2 separate regions of the Sus scrofa genome follow, and region 1 is linked to region 2. A link is a contact called in public HiChIP or PLAC-seq data. All regions are on one chromosome and are shown on one strand. The core of a region is the stretch at or near the end of the contact, and the rest is flanking DNA. Distances in the headings are between cores, read along the strand shown.

What was found. HiChIP or PLAC-seq counts read pairs in DNA pulled down with a chosen protein or histone mark.
Region 1: a contact with region 2 is called in an H3K27ac HiChIP or PLAC-seq map of alveolar macrophages. The contact joins the enhancer-like site here to the promoter of UFD1 in region 2. A contact is called at or near these places in 4 of 5 promoter capture datasets (fetal liver, fetal skeletal muscle and liver), 29 of 47 Hi-C or Micro-C datasets (adipose tissue, alveolar macrophages, blood and 16 more) and 2 of 2 datasets of contacts at active chromatin or transcription factors (alveolar macrophages and skeletal muscle).

What each region holds. Positions count from the first base shown.
Region 1 is chr14:51,238,042-51,241,428 of Sscrofa11.1, forward strand. No RefSeq gene overlaps it. Among named protein-coding and RNA genes, the nearest start is that of SEPT5, 13 kb to the right of the region's middle. Within about 2 kb of position 1,405, at least 3 of the 83 cell types and tissues checked have an H3K27ac peak or open chromatin away from gene starts, as enhancers often do. A contact at or near this core is called in alveolar macrophages, where this site is marked.
Region 2 is chr14:51,130,748-51,134,328 of Sscrofa11.1, forward strand. UFD1 (ubiquitin fusion degradation protein 1 homolog) reads right to left here and starts at 2,073. Exons shown (of 12, transcript XM_001929622.7): 1 at 1,928-2,073. It overlaps CDC45 (cell division control protein 45 homolog), which reads left to right and starts at 2,364. Exons shown (of 17, transcript XR_002338936.1): 1 at 2,364-2,840; 2 at 2,971-3,030.

The sequences.
Region 1 (3,387 bases), core at 155-2,654, 110 kb after region 2:
TTTTGTCTTTTCTAGGGCCGCACCTGTGGCATATGGAGGTTCCCAGGCTAGGGGTCTAATCAGAGCTGTTGCCACTGGCCTATACCACAGCCACAGGAACACAGTATCCGAACCGCGTCTTCGACGTACACCACAGCTCACAGCAATGCCAAATCCTTAAGCCACTGAGTGAGGACAGGGATAGAACCCGCAACCTCATGGTTCCTAGTTGGATTCGTTAACCACTGAGCCATGACAGAAACTCCATAATGAAAAAGTTTTAAATATTACGAGGATTGGAGTTCCCCTTGCGGCTCAGTGGTAACAAAGCCGATGAGTAACTATGAAGATGTGGATTTGACCCCTGGCCTCACTCAGTGGGTTAAGGATCCAGTGTTGCCATGAGCTGTGGTGTAGGTCGCAGACACAGCTCCAATCTGGCATTGCTATGGCTGTGGTGTAGGCCAGCAGCTGCAACTCCAATTCAACCTCTAGCCTGGGAACTTCCATATGCCATGGGTGTGGCCCTAAAAAGAAAAGAACAGAAGTAGTGCAAGAATTACCAAAATGTGGCACAGAGGCGAGAAGTGAGTAAATACTGTTGGGAAAGTGGTGCTGAGAGACTTGCCACAAACCTTCATTTGGTTAGGAAAAAAAAAAAAAAAGCCATATCTTTGAAGTGCAATAAAAGGAGGTTTGCCTGCATATGATTCCATTTATATTTTAAAAACTGTTGAAATGAAAAAATTATAAAAAAGGAAAACTGATGACTGGTTGTGGATGGCAGGAGGGAAGTGGGTGTGGCTATGAAAGGGCCACAGGAGGGTCCTGATGATAAACCACCCTCTGTCCCAACCTTTGGCATCCGGTTGAAATGTCCTGTAGTTCTGCAAGATATTACCACTTGGAGAAACTAGGTGAAGGGCACCAGGGACCCGTAGAGACGGTGAGCCACAGGGGCTACGTGGGCTGTCAGCTGGTCTCCCTCCCAGAGCCCATTTGTCTGCTCTCAGTGTGGGCCAGGCTCCCTCTTGGGTTATAGCTGCTAAAGAAATGCATTGCACCACACCACCATTTCCACACATCTGGGAGCGGGGGCCCTGGGGGCAGGGCCTGGTGGGGGGCTGGGAGGTGCTTTCTACATCGCAAGCCATGCACCTCCCTACCTGCTGCCTCTTGGGGTAGCACTCCAACTGCAGCCACATCCTGTGCCTATGGACCCTGTGTGCCGTGCAGCTGGGCAGATGGTGTACACAGGAGGGGTTGACCAGGGTCCCAAGGAGGGTGGAGGGGTGGGGCGTCAGGGCCACAGCGCCCCCGAGCTTGCAGTTTGCTTTCTAATTTGTGGCCACAGCCAATGAAGGTGGAAACCACTGCAGTATCGTTCTCAAAATAGAGCAGCCACAGACGTTGCTTCACTACCTCCCTCTGCATCTCGCCATCCATCCTGCCTTCCTTCTGCCATCGGCCCCTTCCCTCTCCTCTCCAACCACATGCTGAGGCCCTGGCCAGCCGGCTGTGGTCTCCCAGCTGGGAGGCATCACCCCAACTCCCTTCCTCCCAGGACGCTGCCACTGCCACATTGTTCCTCCAGAACACTGGCCTGGCCATGCCACCCCCAAAACTGCCCTGGTCCCTCTCAGCAAGTTACAGTGGGGGTCTTGACCTCTTGAGCCTGCCCCTGCCTGCCCTCCCCCCTCTCCCCCCCTACTGCTCAGGCCCCTGGCACTTTGGCTGCCTCTCAGCCCTTCCCGTCCTCCAGGCTCGCTGGTGCTCCATCAGGGAGGGGCAGTTCCACTCCTCACCTCCACCCCTCTTTTTTTGGAGATGGGGGTGCTGGCTCATTTTATCCCCCAGAACCCAGGCCTCAAGGCACCCCCAGGCTGCTGCTCAGCAGTTCTAGACTGTGCCCATGCTTGTAATGCCCAGTCTTCGCACTGTGGCACATTCCTGGAGGCCGGGACACAGATCCCAGCGGAAGGGATATGCAGTCTCACTAGATGTCACCCGCCCCCTGGGACCCCTGGTGTGAGTTAACCTGGGCACCCGGCCCATGTGTATGGTGTGTGTTCAGCCTTGTCTGTGTCTTTGGCCCCCTGGCTACTGAGACTTTGCCCGCAGGCCCCAGATGTTCTCTCTCCACTTGTCATGATCCATCTCTTTCTTTATGCTCCCTTTACCATGGCAGTGATGTGATTTTCTGTAACTGTGTCTTGTCTTTTCTTGGGTGTGGAGTTTTGAGTCCCCACACACCTCCTGCCAGGGAATTCACTCAGGGAATTCATATCTCTCCTGCCAGTGAATTCACCCAGGGAATTCATATCTCTGCTGTTATCACCTGTGTGTTTTCGTTGACTGCTTCTGAGGTTTGGTCCATTTGCAGCTTAGCTTTCTAAAGGAGTGAGGGTTGCATCTGATCACACCTGTTTCTAGATGGCTTCCCTGTTTTCCCACCCCACTTTTGTTCAGAAAACCCACTTTCCCTCGCCTTTTGCAAATACTAAGTCTCCAGAGGAGCTTGGGTCTGTTCCTGAATTTTCCAGATCAATGCAAGCTACATGCCGGATAAAAATTTTCTGGGAGCCACATTAAAAAAATAAAGAGAGGAGTTCCTGTCATGGTTCAGTGGTTAATGAATCTGACTAGCATCCATGAGGATGCAGGTTTGATCCTTGGCCTCGCTCAGTGAGTTAAGGATCCTGTGTCGCCATGAGCTGTGGTGTAGGTTGAAGACACAGCTCGGATCTGGTATTGCTGTGGCTCTGGCGTAGGCAGGCACCTACAACTCCAATTGGACCCCTGGCCTGGGAACCTCCATATGTATGCCGCAGGTGCAGCCCCAAAAAACAAACAAAAAAAAAAAAGAGAGAGAGAGAGAGAAAGAGAGAAAAACAAGTGAGACTAGTTTTAACATTTACAACGTAATCCATCCAAAGATCCCTCCACCTGTCAGTAGGTGTGTACAAAAGACCGATGAGTAGTCTGCATCTTTTTCTCTGGCCTGGGTGTGTGTGGTTTCCACCAGAATAGCCAAATCCCAGGGCTCAGCAGACACTCAGGGCTGTGCCACCCTGTCCCTCCCGCCTGGCCCTCACCGTGATCCTTGTAAGGGTGTACAGGGTGTTTGCATGTCTGGCAGGTGCCTGATCCTCTCCAAGTGGAGGCTGACCGCTCAGCGCCTGAGCCCCCTCCCCAGAGAACGTTCTTCTTCCCCAGAGGGAACGGCCTCAGGGAGGCACCAGGGGCAGCTGGCATTGGGTGAGAAAGTGCGAGATCTTTATGTTTGTCTGGGACTTTGTTTGAGGAAAATTTGTTTCTCTCATTTTGCTAATAGAGGTCTGTTCATCTGCCAGATACTATGAGATGACTTCTTCATTTGAACATAGAATTTTCTTCGGATTCTTAAAC
Region 2 (3,581 bases), core at 823-3,322:
CCAGTCTGCGGAAGAAAGGGGCAAAGAAACTATGAGACTTCCACCCCTAAGACCCTGCTGGACAAAGACTAATACTGGTAATTGATCAAGGCCAATGGGAGAAAACCACATATTTCTGGACTCCACGTTGGTAACCCCCCCATCTTTAAGGGGAAAAAAACCCCTATAGGACAATAGAGAAAGGGGGCTCTTCTCCCCACTCCCAGCAGCCCTGGGAGCTATTTACTTTCCTTTAATAAAGACTTTGCTTGCTTGCTGCCTTTGTGTTGGCGGAGTTCATTCTTCAACTGCCATGAACAAGAACTTGGATTCCGGTATCGTCTTTCTGGTATCAGTACCACCACAATGCTAAGACCCCAGCTCTGAACTATAGATTATGACAAGACTCAGAAAATGTGTTGCCCAGCAACCTAGAGTCTTCTTGAAGTACTGCAATTACTGTGACATTTCAAAAAGAAAGAATATGAAATTGCACAATAGGGTATAAATCCAAAACAATGAGAAGCTGGGTCTTGAAAATATGTATTTGTACACTGACAGTCACAGGAGGGCTATTTACAAGAGCAAAGAGCTGGAAACAATCCAAACACCCATCGACAAATGAATGAAGAAAGAAAACGTGGTCCATCCATACAATGGAATATTGTTTGGCTCTAAAGAGGAAGGAAGTTCCAACATTTGCTCTAACGGTAATGAACTCTGAGGACATTCTGCTCAGTGTAATAGGCCAAACACAAAAGGACAAATACTGCGTGATTCTATTTACATGAGGTACTTAGAGTAAGTCAAATTCGCAGAGAGGAAAAAAATGGTGGTGGTGGTTGCCAGGGGCTGGGGGAAGAGGAATTGTTTAATGGGGACAGAGTTTCAATTTTTCAAGATAAAAAAGTTCTGTAGATCTACTATGCAACAATGTGAATGTACTTAACACCACTAAACTTTACACTTAAAAATGTACAAACTGGAGTTCCCGTCGTGGCTCAGTGGTTAACAAATCCAACTAGGAACCATGAGGTTGTGGGTTCAACCCCTGGCCTTGCTCAGTGGGTTAAGGATCCAGCGTTGCCGTGAGCTGTGGTGTAGGTCGCAGACGCAGCTCAGATCCCATGTTGCTGTGGCTGTGGCCTATGCCAGAGACTACAGCTCCGAACAGACCCCTGGCCTGGGAACCTCCATATGCCGCGGGAGCGGCCCTAGAAAAGACAAAAAGACAAAAAAAGGGGGGAGGAAAAAAAAAAAACAGAACTCAGTTCAACAAAATCATGGCCAGAGGCATAACAAATACACGGCGCTTCTGCTTCTGGGTGAGTGGGCGCCTCGTCACTCGAACCCCACCTCTAAGCCCTTTCTTCTGGGTGCAACACAAAAAGGACCGCGTACACAAGGTGTTGAACACCGGGTCCCAACCTGCCCTCAACCTTCCCCTTATGATCCCGACGCGGAGCGCTCAGCCCAGAGCACGAGGATACTCGCTTGTTCGGTGGACTGGGCACTGACGCACTCAGCTTAAACTCTTGACAAAGCAAACGCGCGACCCTCTGGTGACAAACAGCGGTACAGCCAGGCCTGACTTCCAAGTCTCACTCCCCCAGCCTCTACACCTCGCCCCCGCCTCCAGAGGCATCGCTGGGGCCCAGGACTGAGAGGTAAGAGGGCCAGGGGAGCCACGGGCAGCGTGGCGGCGTCGCAAGCCGGCAGGGCTCAGTTGGGGGACGGGCCCCGAGCGCCCGCGCCCTTGCCCCTCAGCCTACCAGTCCATCCAGGGCTCGTTTGAGGGAAGCCGTCACAGGTCTAGAGCCTCGAAACGGAGGGCGAAGGCGCCCGCGGAAGGCTCAGGCCGGTGAGTCGGCACCTCCTCGGCTGCACGTTCGCTCGCCGAGCTCCCGCCCCGCCCCCGGCCCCGACCCCAGCCTGCCCCGCCACTCACCATGGTGGACCCCTCGGCCTAGCAGGTGCGCTTTGCCAAAGAACGTTGCGGTGGAAGCCGACTTCTCCTCACAGCCGCCGCTACCGCCGCCGCCTCGCGCGGACATCCGGGACTCACCGGAAATACCGCACCTACACTTCCGGGAGAGGCGCGCGAGGAGGGCGCAGCTGGGTCAAGGGACAAAGGCAAAGGCGCCAGGGTACAAGGTTTCCTTGAGTGAGCGCTTAAATACCCCTTCCTTCCTAACATGTGCACTCTAGACTACCTTTCATGATTATTTTAAACTGCAGTTTGACAGTGCCCCCTCCAGAAGAGTTTGATGGGATTAACGCCCCTTCCGCTTAAGTTACCCAGAATGCACGCAGACCTCCGGCGTCTGCCGCGGCCATCCAAGACTCGGGCGGAAGTAAGACACCCTTCCGCCCTTGAACCAGGCCGCGAGCCAATTGAAATCCTAAACGGAAGCACTCTTTGATGTACACACGAATTTAATTTGCAGAGGGAAGGTTTCTTTTTTCTAGAGGTCTCAGTGAGGGGCAGTAGGCTTTTCTTCCCAAAGTAAAGATAAACACCGAGCGTCGGGTTTCCAGTTAAACGGAGTCAGCGTTAACATGCGCAACCACCAGCGCGTCCAGCCTGTGGCAGATGCCCCTTTGGGGCAGGCCGAAGTCTTCCAGCCGTGAACGGCGGAGCGCTAGTGCCCGCCCTCCAAACAGGCCAATCAGAAAGGAGAAAAGTCTGGGAGCCGAGGGTCGCTGGTTTGTCCCTGGGCCAATCGAAAGAGCCCTGATTTGGCGGGAGTCTTGACGGTTTCCGGGCTCTCGGTCCCCGCGCGCGTTCGGGCTATCCCGCCGCCGTGGCCATGTTCGTGTCCGATTTCCGCAAGGAATTCTACGAGGTGGTCCAGAGTCAGGTGATCCCTGCCTTGGGCGCCCGAGGCCTTGTCGGGGAAGGGCTGAGGGGGTGTGGCCGTGGGGGGCGGGAGGGGCCGGGATTCGTGTATAAACGCTCGGCAAACTCGCTCCCCCCCTCCCCCCCGGTAGAGGGTCCTTCTCTTCGTGGCCTCGGACGTGGACGCTCTGTGCGCTTGCAAGATCCTTCAGGTGAGGCTGCAGACCTGGCCGGCGGGCGGGGGACAGGGCAAGGGAGGGGAGGGACAGGGCAAGGGTGGGGGTCAGGGCAAGGGGAGGGGGGACAGGGCAAAGGGAGGGGGGAACAGGGCAAGGGGAGGGGCGGGGCAAGGACCCCCTCCTGGGCGAGAGCTCGGCCTGGGGCGAGGGCTCTTCCCTGGCGGGACAGTGTTGGGTGGGTTAGAGGAGAACTAAGCAGAAAGCAAGGAGACTAGTTAGTGTGTCTGCAGTAACCTAGGCTGCATCGGGGAGACCTGAGACCCGTAGCGGCTTCTTTCTGTGGGGTTTGAGGCAGAGGGCTGCGGGCACCCTGGTGTCATAAGCAGTCCCGGAGATGACGATTCTTGTTAGAAAAGGTCGCTGCACAGAGTGTAGTGTTTCCATGAACTTCGATTAGGCCCTTGGGTCAGGATCCGCTCAGAAAACCTAGGTCAGCTTTCCAACCGTGTTTTCCTTTAGTGGTTTTCAGCGAAGTTGACAGAATGGTACAGTGAACATTTGTGTGCCCATCATCAACATTTTAC